Linked DNA regions of Mus musculus: region 2 is linked to region 1. The links are chromatin contacts, called in public promoter capture Hi-C maps. All regions are on one chromosome and are shown on one strand. Each heading gives the region's core, a stretch centred on a gene start, on an enhancer-like site or on the middle of the called end of the contact. The rest is flanking DNA. Distances are from core to core; before and after follow the strand shown. Region 1 holds the start of Ank3 (ankyrin 3, epithelial). Region 2 overlaps Ank3 (ankyrin 3, epithelial).

Evidence for each region. Promoter capture Hi-C pulls out the DNA fragments that hold promoters and counts their contacts.
Region 2: a promoter capture Hi-C map of hippocampal neurons shows a contact between it and region 1, with 4 times the contacts expected there. The contact joins the enhancer-like site here to the promoter of Ank3 in region 1. A contact is called at or near these places in 4 of 39 promoter capture datasets (the 3T3-L1 cell line, 3T3-L1-derived adipocytes and hippocampal neurons), 1 of 484 Hi-C or Micro-C datasets (embryonic fibroblasts) and 2 of 115 datasets of contacts at active chromatin or transcription factors (cardiomyocytes and forebrain).

The regions. Positions count from the first base shown.
Region 1 is chr10:69,528,189-69,535,372 of GRCm38.p6, forward strand. Ank3 (ankyrin 3, epithelial) reads left to right here and starts at 5,520. Exons shown (of 43, transcript NM_146005.3): 1 at 5,520-6,096. The coding sequence starts at 6,034. It overlaps Gm51806 (a long non-coding RNA gene), which reads left to right and starts at 6,102. Exons shown (of 2, transcript XR_003949008.1): 1 at 6,102-7,184.
Region 2 is chr10:69,961,031-69,968,085 of GRCm38.p6, forward strand. The region is part of intron 29 of Ank3 (ankyrin 3, epithelial); the gene reads left to right. Among named protein-coding and RNA genes, the nearest start is that of Gm33361, 43 kb to the left of the region's middle. Within about 2 kb of position 2,296, at least 60 of the 459 cell types and tissues checked have an H3K27ac peak or open chromatin away from gene starts, as enhancers often do. A contact at or near this core is called in hippocampal neurons, where this site is marked.

The DNA of each region.
Region 1 (7,184 bases), core at 4,270-6,769:
AAATACTGGGTATAGATCTCTTAAGTATTCATGAACCCGGTCAATATTTTTAATAAAAGCTTGCTTCAACTTTGGCTCAAAAATTGTGGTAGCGGGCTTATTCTTACCCAGTGGGATAAACAGTGGTTGTGCCAGAGATAACCCCCAAATCATCACTAGCCTAAGTTAAAGATGAAAAGCAAAATTCCACTGACTACCTGTTCCACCTGTGGTTTCACACAACGTGGGGCACAGTCTATGCCAACACCCCACAGAGAGGGTTCTCTCAGCTGTACCCGAAGAACCATCACTATATGTCCTTTCTAATTTAAAGCAAACCTTTGGGGTGCAAGGGTGTGGCCTAGCTGGCAGAGAGCGGATCTAGAACATACCAAACCCCAAGTTTGTTCTCTAGCCCTGCATAAGCTGGTCATGACGGTGCTCAAGCCTACAGTCCCAACAATCAGAAGGCAGAGGCAGGAGGATCAGGAGTTCCACCATCCTTGGCTACAAAGCACATTCAAGGCCCCCCCTGGACTCATGAAAGCTTGTCTCAAAAATACAATAACAGAGGGAGGGAGGGAAGGAGGGAGGGAGGGAGCAGGGTGTGTGTGTGTGTGTGTGTGTGTGTGTGTGTGTGTGTGTGTATGTGTGTAAGGAGGCCCAGCTTGTTTAACCAATAATAACTGAATCTGATCTCAGGGCAGTTTCACTTTAAGCTCTGGGAGAGTCTGGTGTGGAGTAAAGCTCTACAAGGAACTGGCTGGGTGACCCCGGAAGGTCAGAGATCAGAGGTCAGATTCCAGGGCTTCCAGGAAAACAGCCCGTTTTATCTTGAAGTCCCTAGGTATTTTTGATGTTGAAGAATAATGAAGAATGTTAAAGCATGTTATTTCCAAGAGTTAGCAAGTGTGTCATGTCAGTTCCCCAGCCCACAGCAGAAATCCCCAGCGGCCTGGTCAGAGAAATAAAACGAGTCGAACCATTCGGGTATGTCTCCCGAATGGCAAAAAGAAGTTGTTTTACTTTTTTAATTTTATTTTATTATTTTTTTATTTGTTGTCTTTTGGCACTCGAGCCTTGGCCAGGAAACTACTGGGTTAGTTTTCCGTAGAATTTTATGTAGAAGATAACTTAAAAAAAAAAAAATTGTTTGCTGTTAACCTGCCCGTGCTTTCCCCATGGTAAGCGACTTTCATTTTAAAAATAGAGCAGTTCCAGGAGAGTTGACCGGGCTCTGTGTCCTCTTATGAGAGTTACTTATTTTAAAAATAGAACCGTCTCAGATTGGTATCAAATACCTGATGGCCGGGTCTTTAATCGGTGCCGAACAAGTAAGTAGCCTGCCTATGGGGTGGCGTTTCCTCCTCTGTGAACTCCTGGAGTCTCGCTTTTCATTTGGATAATTTCATTGCACACAGCTTAAACCATCTTCTTAGGTTATATTTAACTTCTCTAAGGGCTGGAGAATTTTCTAATTTGGGAGTTTAAAAAAAAAAGGAGGTTGCCATTGGTAAGTAGTTAACACTTAACATTTTTAGAATATGTAATCACCTGTAGACTGTTTTTAGATCAATCAAATTACCCTTTCACTCAGAACAATTACAATTTAAAATGCATTCATAGGCCTTTGGGTATACTAAAGCCCTCATTGTTTATATAGCTGTGCAGGTGATCAGAAATGAGGGTATGAAATACCTAATACACTTTCTCTTTTTGTTTGTTTTGTTTTGTTTTCCGAGACAGGGTTTCTCTGTGTAGCCCTGGCAATATCCTGGAACTCACTCCGTAGACCAGGCCGGCCTCGAACTCAGAAATCCACCTGCCTCTGCCTCCCAAGTGGTGAGTGTTTTACAGTGTCAGGGAAAAAAAAAATCATGGCGGAGTGTTCAGCCAAGGCTCCCACTCAAGAGCTGTACAGACTTTCGGAGATATTATTGTTGTTTTGTTTTGCTTTTTTTGGAGACAGGATCTGACCATGTAGCTCTGGCTGTCCTGGAACTTACTGTGTAGACCAGGCTGGCCTCGAACTCAGAGATTCACCTGCCTCTGCCTCCTGAGTGCTGGGATTAAAGGCGTGCGGCACCATGCCCGGCTGATTGGCACGCATCGGGTTCCAGAGAAAGGGCCTGGATCTCACAATGAGTTGCCTCCACTTCCTGTGGCAGGGCTGAAGGCTCTGACATCTTATTACTTAAATAATTGGACACATTTCAGTTCCCGTCTGGGAGTTGGATGCTCTGTCAGAGCTGGTTACATACTCGCTTTGGTACCTTCAGGCTATGGAAGCTAGGTTTGTGGGGGTTTTCCTTAGGAAGTGTGGTTGCTCCGCAGAGTGACTCTCGTATGATTTTACCAGGTCATGGTAAAAGGGGGTTTTTGTTTTGTTTTATTTGTCTGTTTTGGGTTTTTTTTTTTTTTTCACTTTCTACACTTTCTATTTTTTTTTTTTTCCATCAGCAGAGGGAACAGAAACTTGCAAGAGAAGACTTGTGTCTATAAACAAATACAGTAAAGTCTGGAATGAACTAAAAACAGTCTATCCCGTCCGTCCCCTAAATTTTGCATCAACTGGAATACGCTTTTATGTTTTAAAAATGTCATGATTGACATTTTAGTGTGTGGTTTTTTAAATTTTATACATCTTAATAATTAATAGTCTCTTATTTACATGCTTGTATGTAAACAGACTAATTTAAAAATATTTTAAAATTAATTTTGTAAGTTAGTATACCATTTTATCGTGGTATTGGGATACATATTGTGGCATTGTACTTAGTTCTAATTTATGCACACACCCTCCTGCCCTTGCTTGGTGGTCTCTGTCCATCCACCAACTACTCCTCCAAGCTGCTTTCATTTTATATAAATTCCATCACTGTCTCTTTCCATTCTCTCCCTCCCTGAAGTCCCTCTTTGCCTCCCTCCCCACCTTTTATATAAGAGAAAACATGGCATTTGTCCTGGAGTGAGCAGAATAAATTCTAGGCTCTGGGGTTGTTTGTTTGTTTGTTTGTTTTTGAGTTTTAAAATGTTTATTGTGAAAGAATGATCTCATCAAGGTGAATTCTTTTAATCGGTCATTAAAGCATCCATTTTTCTGCACAGTAAAGCGAAAGCAAGAGATTACAGCCACCAGCCTCCTTTTTGCCAGGATCCCCTGATAACATAGCTTAGTGTGGGTATCTTTGCAATGCTTGGATAAGCGGTTTTTATAAGTCTCTTTAATGGAACCCTTCAAAGGGTAGCAAATAACAGAAAAAATGGGACATCAGTGCAAGCCTAAAGAGAAGAATAAATCCCCATCCTGAGTGTTACATTGCTGTCCCACTTGGCGAAATGCTCCTGCTCAAAGATCTCACAGCACTGGTAGAGTTGGGAGCCCGGCAGGCAGTGTTTGTTTATCTGTGGACCACCTCATCCAATACCCTCTTCTTTCCATTCTTTCTCTAATCCTACACTCAGGACATTAGGCATAAACAAAGACTTTTCTTAGAAGGGAAGGTGTTGAAGAGATGACTCAGCAGTTAAGAGCACCGACTGTTCTTCCAGAGGACCTGGGTTCAATTTCCAGCACCCACATGGTGGGTCCCAACCTGTAATAACTCTAGTTTGAGGGGGGGATCTGGCGCCCTCTTCTGGCCATCTTATGCACTGCATGCATGCGGTACACATTCAAGTAAACATTCGTACACATAAAATAAGTTTCTAAAAAAAATTTTTTTTTAAAATGTCAGTAGTACTCTGGTAAAATGACAGAGCAGGTAGGTTATCTCTGTGGCTTGTCGAGTGAAGAGTTGAAGATTTAAATGGGATATTCAGACTTGACTTTACCTGCATGGATAGTTCAGTTTATGGAGAATTCATACAAAGCACCGACTTCATAGTTTCTCCCTCAGAGCATAATGCAAATAAGCCCAGGCTCATCTCACTGCAGTCAGGGACAGATCAACCCAGGGACGTTACTATCATTCCCCAGACTGCCCGGTCCTGAAGATGAGCAAGCACTGAATTAATGAAAAACTTGAAGGAACCATCCTACCGTGTTAATGGTTTTTCTACCTTTTATTACTCTGCCAGAGAAACATTCCAGAACAGCAGCAGAAACGGGAGAGACAGGTTAGCAGCTGCTCAAAGCTGAAGGAACCCCCAGGTCACGGAGGGGTGGGGCAACCGCCATCAATGCTCCCTGCCAGCCTTTGAGTGGTGGTTTACTGTTTGTAATGCGCAGCCGCAGAACAACCATTAAATAACCCACAGTGCGCAGGATCTCCATGGGTCGCTGGAGCAAGCACTTGTAACCCTGGTGTCCATGACAGAGCTGTCTCAAGCTGCCCTCATGCTCACTCATTTTTAGGGGGGTGGCGCTTGGGGAGTCCAGATTTGTTGAACATAGGTACAACCCTGCTTAAATGATAGATGAGAAATGGTGATTTTGGCTTCAGTATTTTAGCATTGTGTCTCCAGTATTAAATAGCTCCATGTACCTCACTGAAAACTGGCCTTCTGGGTCTCATTTACGCTCCTGTATGTCTTTGATCATATTAATTAAAATCCACTTCCCTGAGCCAGCCTCCTCTCTGGATTCCCGCTCGTTCCTCCCTTCCTAGTGTACATGTGTTTTAGCTCAAGGGACCTGCTTCCATCTTAAAGGTGATCTGGCCGGGATTGGGGGGGGGGGACCCAGAACCTTATTCCTTCCTAACAAGAATGGATTCCTAACACTTTCCAAAGATGCTTAAGCGACCACACCCGACAGTAAATCAGCTGTGTTCCGATGCGTGGACCATTTTGGAGACTTTCCACAAAGGAGTGAAGTCACCCAGAGACCTCTCAAAATCTTGGTGGCCCAGAGCAGGAGTGTGTGCCTCTGTGTGCTTGGGGACCCTGTGGTGGCTGTAATGTGGCCAGAGACCTGCACTGACCTGAGTGCCTTATCCAGGAGCACAGGATGTTTCTGGCACAGAAAAAGCCAGGGGCTGAACCTTTTGGATTTCTTGAATATTCTGGAGGGCTCCTTTTCATGGTTGGTTTGATATATTCATGACCAAAGCTTGAATGTGGTACTGGCAACTTAGGTATGGGCTCCGTGTGACAGATTCTTCATTAGAAGTCCATAGCTTTGGTTAGGCAATCTGCAAACTTTATTTTATTTTATTTTATTTATTTTTTGCTAATTACATTTTAAAACAAAACAAACAACAACAACAAAAACCACCTCACTGGGTAAGAATCCAGCTTTGTCTTCTGTAGTAACAGGTCTCTTTATTGTTTTTAATCATGGGGTTGGGGTTGGGGGTGGGGGAGAGAGAGAGAGAGAGAGAGAGAGAGAGAGAATGTGTGTGTGTGTGTGTGTGTGTGTGTGTGTGTGTTTTCACGAACCAGTAACCCGATCTCTCGTTACCACCCCCACTGCTGCCTCCTGGGTATACCCAATGCTTTCAACACATGTGTCCTCTGGAGGCTTGATCTCAGAGCATTTACATTCGGCTTGGCTTCCCAGCTTGCAAACTGCAGTGAGCCAGCCCCTGGGACGCTTCAGAGATTCGTCAGCAGTCTAGCTTATTCCTGTGTGTGTGTGTGTGTGTGTGTGTGTGTGTGTGTGTGTGTGTGTGTGCAGCGCACATGCACGTATGCCTCCCCCTTTCTCTCTCTCACCATTTCCAAGCTAGAATCACCGTGGAGAAGCAAGCCCTGAAATGTTGTCAAGATCTTTTCTCGGGGTAACGACTGGCTAAAAAAACAAATAAAAAGAGAGAGAAAGGAAGAAAAAGAAAGAAGGAAGAAAGGAAGGAAGAAAACAAAGGGTTGGAATATTGATTTTTCTTTGGAGGAATAACCAGGGCTTTGCTGGAGAGAACACCCAGTTCCTCCCTGAGGCGAGCTGAGTTGCCCGTGACAGCAGCCAGGGCTGGCTTGAAGCAGCCGCTCTGCCTGGGGAGTTCCCTAAATGGACTTTGGTCTCAATGCTGTGACTCTTTGCCGTGGGTTTGGATGTGGGAACACGGAAGGTGATCTCCTGCCTCGTCTCAACTCCCCTGATCTCAAGGAAAGATGAGTGAAGAGCCAAAGGAGAAGCCCGCCAAGCCTGCTCATAGGAAGAGGAAAGGAAAAAAGGTAAGAGGCAGGATCAACACGTTCTTCATTGTTCTCCCGGCTCCCGGGAGGTGATCTGGAGGCTGCCTTTTCCAGAGAGCTGTCTTTAGCCCGAGAAAGAAGCCACTAGAAGCAAGAATTGCTTTTGTTTTTTTCTCCCCTGTTAATGGGGTGTGTTCTGGGTTGCTGGCAAACACCTCGACTGGGGTCTATGGCTACAATATTGAAACAGTTAAAACATTGTGATTTGGATTTGCTGAGCTAGTGTTCCCTCTAATAGCAATGAAAGGAACATTAAGTAAACATATGTCCTAATTATGTGAGTGGGTGTGTTTCCCCTACCTTTTGAATTTTCCCCATGCTTGTGATCGGTAGGGTACAATTACTAATGAATATTCTTATGTTATGGATGCTAAGCTTTAATATATATTTTAGGCAAACTTGGGGAAACCTGTAGTTAGACTTTAAAAAAAAAACCCAGCATGGAGGTGAGCTCCATTTTAATTATCGATTCCTTTGATGGCGGATAAATCTCGGGTCTGCATTCAGCCCAGCTGCCTGTCAGCCATATGTCTCCAGGATCCATTCAGTTCATGGGATTCATTCTGCTTTCCACGCGGTTTGAGGTTTTGTCAAAAGAGCGGCAGAGGATTGCAGCAAACCTGTAGATTCATTCTGGGTGTCACGAATGTGCGTGTCATCCTAAGATGTGCCCTGAACTTTTCTGTTCATTTTGAAATGGGAAAGAAAGGTGATTCTCAGATGCGGGACTGTGATTTTTTTTTTAACCCACTGTGGCTCATAAACTGTCTCAGATTTAAGGTGTGCCACCAGAGGCAAGGCTAGATACATCTGGAACAAAGAAAAACAGGTCCCTTGAAACAGGACTGTAGCTCATGGCTTGTTGAAGGAGGATGGGTGATGGGCTCTCTGCGTCTTCAGTTCGAATTCTTAGATTTTTATGCTTTAATGCCCAGGTCTGATATATCTGCTGATGTCTCTTTAAAATGATTCCTTGCCTCCCAATGTGATGTATGCTCAGCCAGTGGACGCCCAGGGAATGATTGGGTATAGTAGAGAACATGAAAGATTGCAACCCTTGCTTGAAT
Region 2 (7,055 bases), core at 1,046-3,545, 430 kb after region 1:
AGCCCATTAGAACAAGATGTTTAACGTTTTGGTCATATATTAAATATAATAATTAATCAGAATGGGGGAGCACAACACATTTATATCCAGTTACCAGTTAATCTGAATCCATACTCCATATCACCACTGTCCTGAGCCCCAAAGCTACTTCAAAGTAGAAATCAGTATCTTTTTGTGAAAAGCCAGGCCTGTCCTTTTCCTTGAAGATTCAACTTACAGACTAAGTTCTCCCTCCCATGGAGAAATGCACTGAGCAGGGCTGGCAGGAAGCCCATGTCCAAAAAGAGCTCACCAAACCATCGAATCACAAAGAGGCACGGGGCTGGAGAGATGGCTCAGTGGTTAGGAGCGCTGACTGTTCTTCCAGAGATCCTGAGTTCAATTCCCAGAAACCTCATGGTGTGGCTCACAACCATCTGTAATGGGATCTGATGCCCTCTTCTGGTGTGTCTGAAAACAGCAACAGTGTACTCACATACATTAAAAATAAATAAATAAATCTTTTTTAAAAAATTTTCCCGAGGAGGCAGTGGGGCATACTTGGATGCCAAGAGCCCAGCATCAGTCACGTGATTCCTCTGGTGGAAGAAAAAAATGTCTTCATGGTCACACACTCAAGCATAGCTACAGTCTGTGTTCCCCCTCCTTCTCCCTCTCCTCCCCCTCCTCCTCTTCCTTCTCCTCCTCTCCCTCCTCCTTCCCCTCCTCCTCTCCATCCTCCTCTTTGTTGGATAGTTGTTAATGAGAAAAAAGCAACCCATGAAACAGACCGACAACTCAAGATGTCCTCAAAGAATTAAGCCAGTCAATTGTTACAGTACTCAACCAGATCGTTTCTCTGCTCAGTAACAGTTAATATATAAATAATGTATGACCCCTAACACGTGCTTATTATAAATGTCTCCTCAGTGTATATGCATGTGTATGTGTGTGTGTGTGTTGTTTTGTTTTGTTTTGTTTTGTTCTTGGCAAGGTTTCTCTATGGAGCCCTGGCTGTCCTGGAACCCACTGTGTAGACCAGGCTTGGCCTCAAACTCCTGCCTCCTCCCAAGTTCTGGGATCAAAGGCATGCACCACCCCCACCTGGCTTAAATGTCTCTTTTTAGTGCTCCCTTCTCCATAAGTGCATTTTTCATGTATTATTGTAGAGTCTATAGTCAGATAAATTGGCCTTCCTCCACATACATGCTGAAAAATATTAATACTCAGTGTATTTAGTGCCACCTTAGTTAATATTTCAGTCTCCTGTTTTTACTAAGCAAGATAGTTGTGCGGGTCAGGGAGTGATGCCCAGTGGATATTGCATTTGCCATGCAAGCATGGCTAGTAACCTGCCCGGGCCTGCCAGCTGCCTGCGATCAGAGCACGTAAGAGGCAAAGATAGGGAGTCCCAGAGGCAGACTGGCCAGTTAGACTAGCCAGAATTGGCTAACTCCGGGTTTAGCAAGACACCTTGCTTCAAGAAAGGTGAGTGGCTAGGCAAGATGCCTGACCTCAACTTCAGGTCTCTACATGCGCACACAGGCAAGTACATACTCACACACACAACACATGCCAACAAAACAAAACAAAGCAGTGATAAAGGTCGGATGCCCTTTATTGTTTCAACACATGCCCACAACATTAACTGCTAGAATAACTTCAAGGAACCACAGGTCCCAGGAGGGGGATAGTTTACACAGTGTGATATTGACGTTGGCATCATGGTCTGTGCCCAGCCAGTGACTGTCCTGTGTGGCTGTAAGCAGTCTCTTTAATATTCATCTAACCGCACCTTGTGAGGCTGCCTTGCAGGTAGCTAATGGGCAGGGGATGAGCCAGGGGATGTAGAGTCCTTACAGAAACGCCTGCTGCAGAGCACCGCTCACTTCCTCCATGTTCAGTCGCAGGTGCTGCCTAAGCTGTGCATAGAGTCCTGGAGTCTGATACCGGCCTAAAGACAACGGGGGCATTCCTCACCCCCCACCCCCAATTTGTTCATGGCTATCATTTGCAGGTCAAGCTCTCTACCTGAATGAGCTCTATCTTTTCAAGGGAGCACCGTTTTCCAAATGCACACACAAGCCAAGAACTTTCCACTCACTACCCAGTCAAGAAACAGCAAACAGATGTCCCTCTGCACACCCTGGGCTCCGCCGCACCCACTTGCCTTCTTGCGCTGTAGGCATTTATTTTCCTTTGTGTGCTCTCAAATGAAGCGAGCTCGCTGTGGTGGCTGCTTCTGTTCATTGTGGTCCTGACAGGATCGAGAGTCACCCAGAAGCAAGCACCCAGGCACACCTGGGAGGTATTACTTTGGGCTTGCCTGTGAGAGAACCTCCCCCTATTAGGTTAACTGAGGTGCCCTCAAAGTGAGGAGCGCTATTCCCTGGGTTTTCATCTTAGGTTATTTCAAAGGAGAAAGCTAGCAGAGCATAAATATTCACTGTTCTCTACTTCCTGGTTGCATGTAGCTGCTTTAAACCCTTGTTACTATGAATTTCCTGTCATGGTAAACTCTGCCCTTAAACTGTAAGCCAAAGTAAACCCTTATTTCTGTGTTTGTGTGCATGTGTGTCCATGTGTCTTTGTGTGTGTGTGTCTGTCTGTCTGTGTATTTCAGTGTATCTTTGTGTGTGTCCATGTGTCCTTGTGTGTGACCATGTGTGTGTGCATCTCAGACAAAGCCATTAGGTGTCCTGCTCTACCGTGCTACACCTTAGCCATTAGGTGTCCTGCTCTATCATGCTACACCTTAGCCATTAGGTGTCCTGCTCTACCGTGCTACACCTTAGCCATTAGGTGTCCTGCTCTATCATGCTACACCTTATTGCCTTGACACAGGGTCTCACTGAAGCCAGAACTCTTCATTTTTGCCTAGGCTGCCTGACCAGCAAGCCCCAGCTCTCCTCCTGCCTCCCTCTCTCTCTCTCTCTCTCTCTCTCTCTCTCTCTCTCTCTCTCTCTCTCTCTCTCTCTCACACCTCACCTCCTGACACCTTGTACTGAGATCGCATAGGCAATGCCAGGCTATGCCAGGCTTCCTAAGTGGGCATTGGGGAGCACAACTCAGGTGGCTCTGCTTGCACCAAGTTGCTTTCCCCTGTCCCTATTCCTATTGTTTATTGTTAATCGAGCCAGAGTATCGGCGGTTGTGCCAATTAAGCAGGCGTATGAGCTCCTCTGTGATGAGGTAAACTGCTAGACCTGTCTGGGTGTTCAGAACCTGTCCTTACCAACTCAAGTTTCAGGTGGCAGCTCAGTTTTTATCTCTGGCAGCAGACAGAGATCTATCGTATCTAGGTCTTTGCACAAGAAAAGGTGCTGCAGATGTGCAAACAACATTAACAGGCACGTATCCCACCAGCAAGCATCCCACACTGTGTAACGAAAACCTTAATAAACTCAGTGCCTCCAAAGTCCATTCCTAATAGCTATTTGTAGTTTTGTCAGATCTGGGACCACAGGTTCCAAGTCCCCTTCCTCCTCCCGGGTCCCTAACTTACAAATCAAAGCAGTTTAGCAATGGCTCAACGAGGATCCCCTCAAGTAGCCAGTTGTTGCAAGTAGTTGTATTGAGTCTGATACAAATTAAAATGTGGTTACAAATGTAACACTAAATAGAAAATGACTACCTGCTTCTAAATATATTTCTGTCAACAGAATATTAGAATTAAATTTCTAAGTTCCAAACTGGCACTTCTTTTCAATACTTACCTTTATCAAGCTTAAGATAAATGGTAATTTTAAAAGTGCCCCGTCATAGTTGAGCAGTGAAAAATGGAGCCTTACATTGTAGACATGTGGCCTACAGCGCCATCTTCTGGAGTCATCTGGTAGTGATGGTTCTGCAATTTTTTTCCAAATAGAAAACGTTTCTCAAGATTGCATTTAAAGTGCCGAAAGAATACATAACAATTTACTTCTAAAATCCCCCAAACGAATTACAACAAAATAGTTACCTATTTTCAATCTGTTTCAGTAAACTGGCATTTTAAATCAACCGAATGAAGACTGAGGCATAGCAAAAGGAAAGGAAAATATTCCCCAAATAGGCTCTGAAATCTGATACTTGGGAAATGGAAATTGGGCCAAAGTAAACCAGCACTGATACTTCCCACCTCCATATGATCTGTGTGCATAGATTTGCCAGCAACTTGACATTATGACCATAAATTTGGGACCCCAAGGAACGACCTCAGCTATGTTGTTCCTGGGGTCAGACAGTGCGTTAGCCCAGGCTTGGGAATCAGCATTAGCTACGTTTGGGTGTGGTGCACCAGTGTGCCCAGCACAGCAGGTCTGAGCTGCAGCCCCTGGGTGTCATGCTTCTGCCAGGCACCTCGTGAGGGTGGTGTAACTTGAAGACACTTTCCATGAGCCCGTCTCGAGATAGGATTGTACTGATTGTTTTTCTCCATAAATGTAGGGCTAACCATTTAAAGGTCTGAAGAGAGGCATGACAGAGTAATTTTCCTGAAAACTGTGTTTTCAGAAATGGTTACGTAGGCTGAGCAGAAATTAAACCTGAGCATGGAGCTCATCATTCATGGGACATTGAGGCCTCTGTGTTTCTCTCCTTAGACGTCACACTCACACCAACCAGGTCCCAAGCAGCTCTTGAGAGCAAAGGCACCAGACAGACACAGTCTAAGTAAGAGAAGCAGACTTTCAGGCCCCGCCCAGTATAGGACAGTGAAGTCAGAGTATCCAGTGTGGAACTGAGAGTATAAGCTGTTCACAGACAGTGCTTGTGTCTTAAACTGTGCAAATACCAGGGCGGTAGTTCTCAACCTGTGAGTCGCGACCCCTTTGGCAAACCTTTTTCTTCAAAGATATTTACATTACAATTCGTAACAGTCGCAAAATTACAAAGCAACAAAATAAATTTACATGCATATATGTGTGTATGTGTATATATATATATATATATATATATATGTATTTATATTTATATTTATAAAGTAACAAAAATCATTTTATGGTTGAGGGGTCAGTTCAACATGTGGGACTGTATTAAAGGGCCCGCAGCGTTAGGATGGTTGGAATCGACTGTACTGGGGATTCCATGACTGTGAGTGTGATCCACACAGCACATTTATGGTATGGATTATCTTCTGGACATCTTCTCTGTGCAACAGCGGATCTCTAAGCAACGATTCTTGTTCTATATTCCTACTTCTATGAGTGCTATGTCCTCAGGCACACACCAGAACAGGGCATACGATCCCATTACAGATGGTTGTGAGCTACCATGTGGTTGCTGGGAATTGCACTCAGGTCCTCTGGAAGAGCAGTCACTGCTCTTAACCACTGAGCCATCTCTCCAGCCCCTCTACTTCTCTTTTCTAAAAAAAAAAAAAAAAAAAAAAAAAGGACCATTTAAAATGTATATCTCAATGCATATAAATCCATTCTCCCCTCCCCCAAAAGATGTTGGGATTGTCAGACTTATTAGTCATTCTCTGGTCATCTGACTCATCTGTTGGACTCTTCATATCTGCAGTAGACAACTTTGAGAAGGGCTCTATGTTCTCCTGAGTTCTTAAATCCCTTAGGCCATTCTTCAAATAATAATTTGAATTATAGACACATGGATATAACAGAGCTCCCCATAGATTAGCAGCTGGAAACTCTAAGGCCTCTTAATTTTAAAAAGTCTTTTTATTTTTATTTATTTATTTATTTTGTGTGTGTGTGTGTGTGTGTGTGTGAATGCAGGTATGTCTGTCGAGGTCAGAAGACAACTTTGAGAAGTGGGTTCTGTCCTTACCCGATGGGTTCCATGGACTTAACTTGGGACATTGAGCTTGTACCCACCCACTAAGCCATCTCACTGGCCCTCACACGGAACTCTTTATAAAACTTCTTCAAGGAGCACACATCAGCTACAACTTCCCTGTACCTGAATTTAAAGTGCTATCTAAAGGCTTCTCTCTAGATGGGAAATTGGTTACATGTTTACCCTTCTCCTGTTGTTGATCAACTCCCAGTTTCCTGGTTACTGCTTAAGCAACTGCTGAATGCCAGCCCTTCAGTGCCAGACATTGCTTAGCTTAATGTGATTTCACAGTGGTTAGTTTATCTTTTGTGAAGAGAAAACCAAACGTTTAGGGCACACCAACTTCAGAGTCAAAAGCATCGAGAGGAGCTAACCCAGTCAGTCCATGTGGCCATAAGCCATGGTGTTGTGGAAGTTGAACATGAGAGTTCGTTTTATTCCCACCCTTAGGTTTCTCCCACAGCTGGTTTTTTAGTACCCTCTTTTCTTTTAATAAAATATTTTAATTAAGTCTTCCAGACTCTCATACAGTTTCTCCCTCCATTTCCTCCTAGATTTGTCCTCCCCTCCCCATCCCTCCCAACTTCATACCTAATAACTCACCGAACAGTTAGCCGAATGTGTTTCCAGACATTTGGCTACTTCATTTTATTGTCCCTCTTAAGAACAATCCCAGCAAAATGTAGTTTTATTTATCATAGTTATATTATGTATATAATATATTGTATGTATGTTTACTATTGTAACATATAGTAGACTATAAATACTCACTCTTTAAGCGTTCTGTTTTTTATGTTTTATTTTTTAAAATAAATTTGTTTATGTATATGTATAAAGACATCACCTCTGCCTTCAGACCCACCAGAAGAGGGCATCAGATCCCATTACAGATAGTTGTGAGCCACCATCTGGTTGCTGGGAATTGAACTCAGGACTTCAGTGCTCTTCATCACTGAGCTATCTCTCCAGCCCCAAGTTTGTGTGTGTGTGTGTGTGTGTGTGTGTGTGTGTCACCTAATACAACACCCACAGAGCCCAGAAGAAGGCATCAGATACTATGGAGCTGGAGTTATAGGTAGTTTTGAGCCCAGGTTCTCTGCAGGAGCAGCAGATGCTCTTGACCAGAGCCATCTCTCCAGCCTCCTGCCGCCCTCCAAACATTCTGTGTAGCACAGCTTACAGTTCTCCTCCCTCCCTCCCTCCCTCCCTCCCTCCCTCCCTCCCTCCCTCCCTATCTCTTTTTACCCGCATTGCATAGCTAGGCACCCACGTGATCATGTAAAAATGTGGTCAGT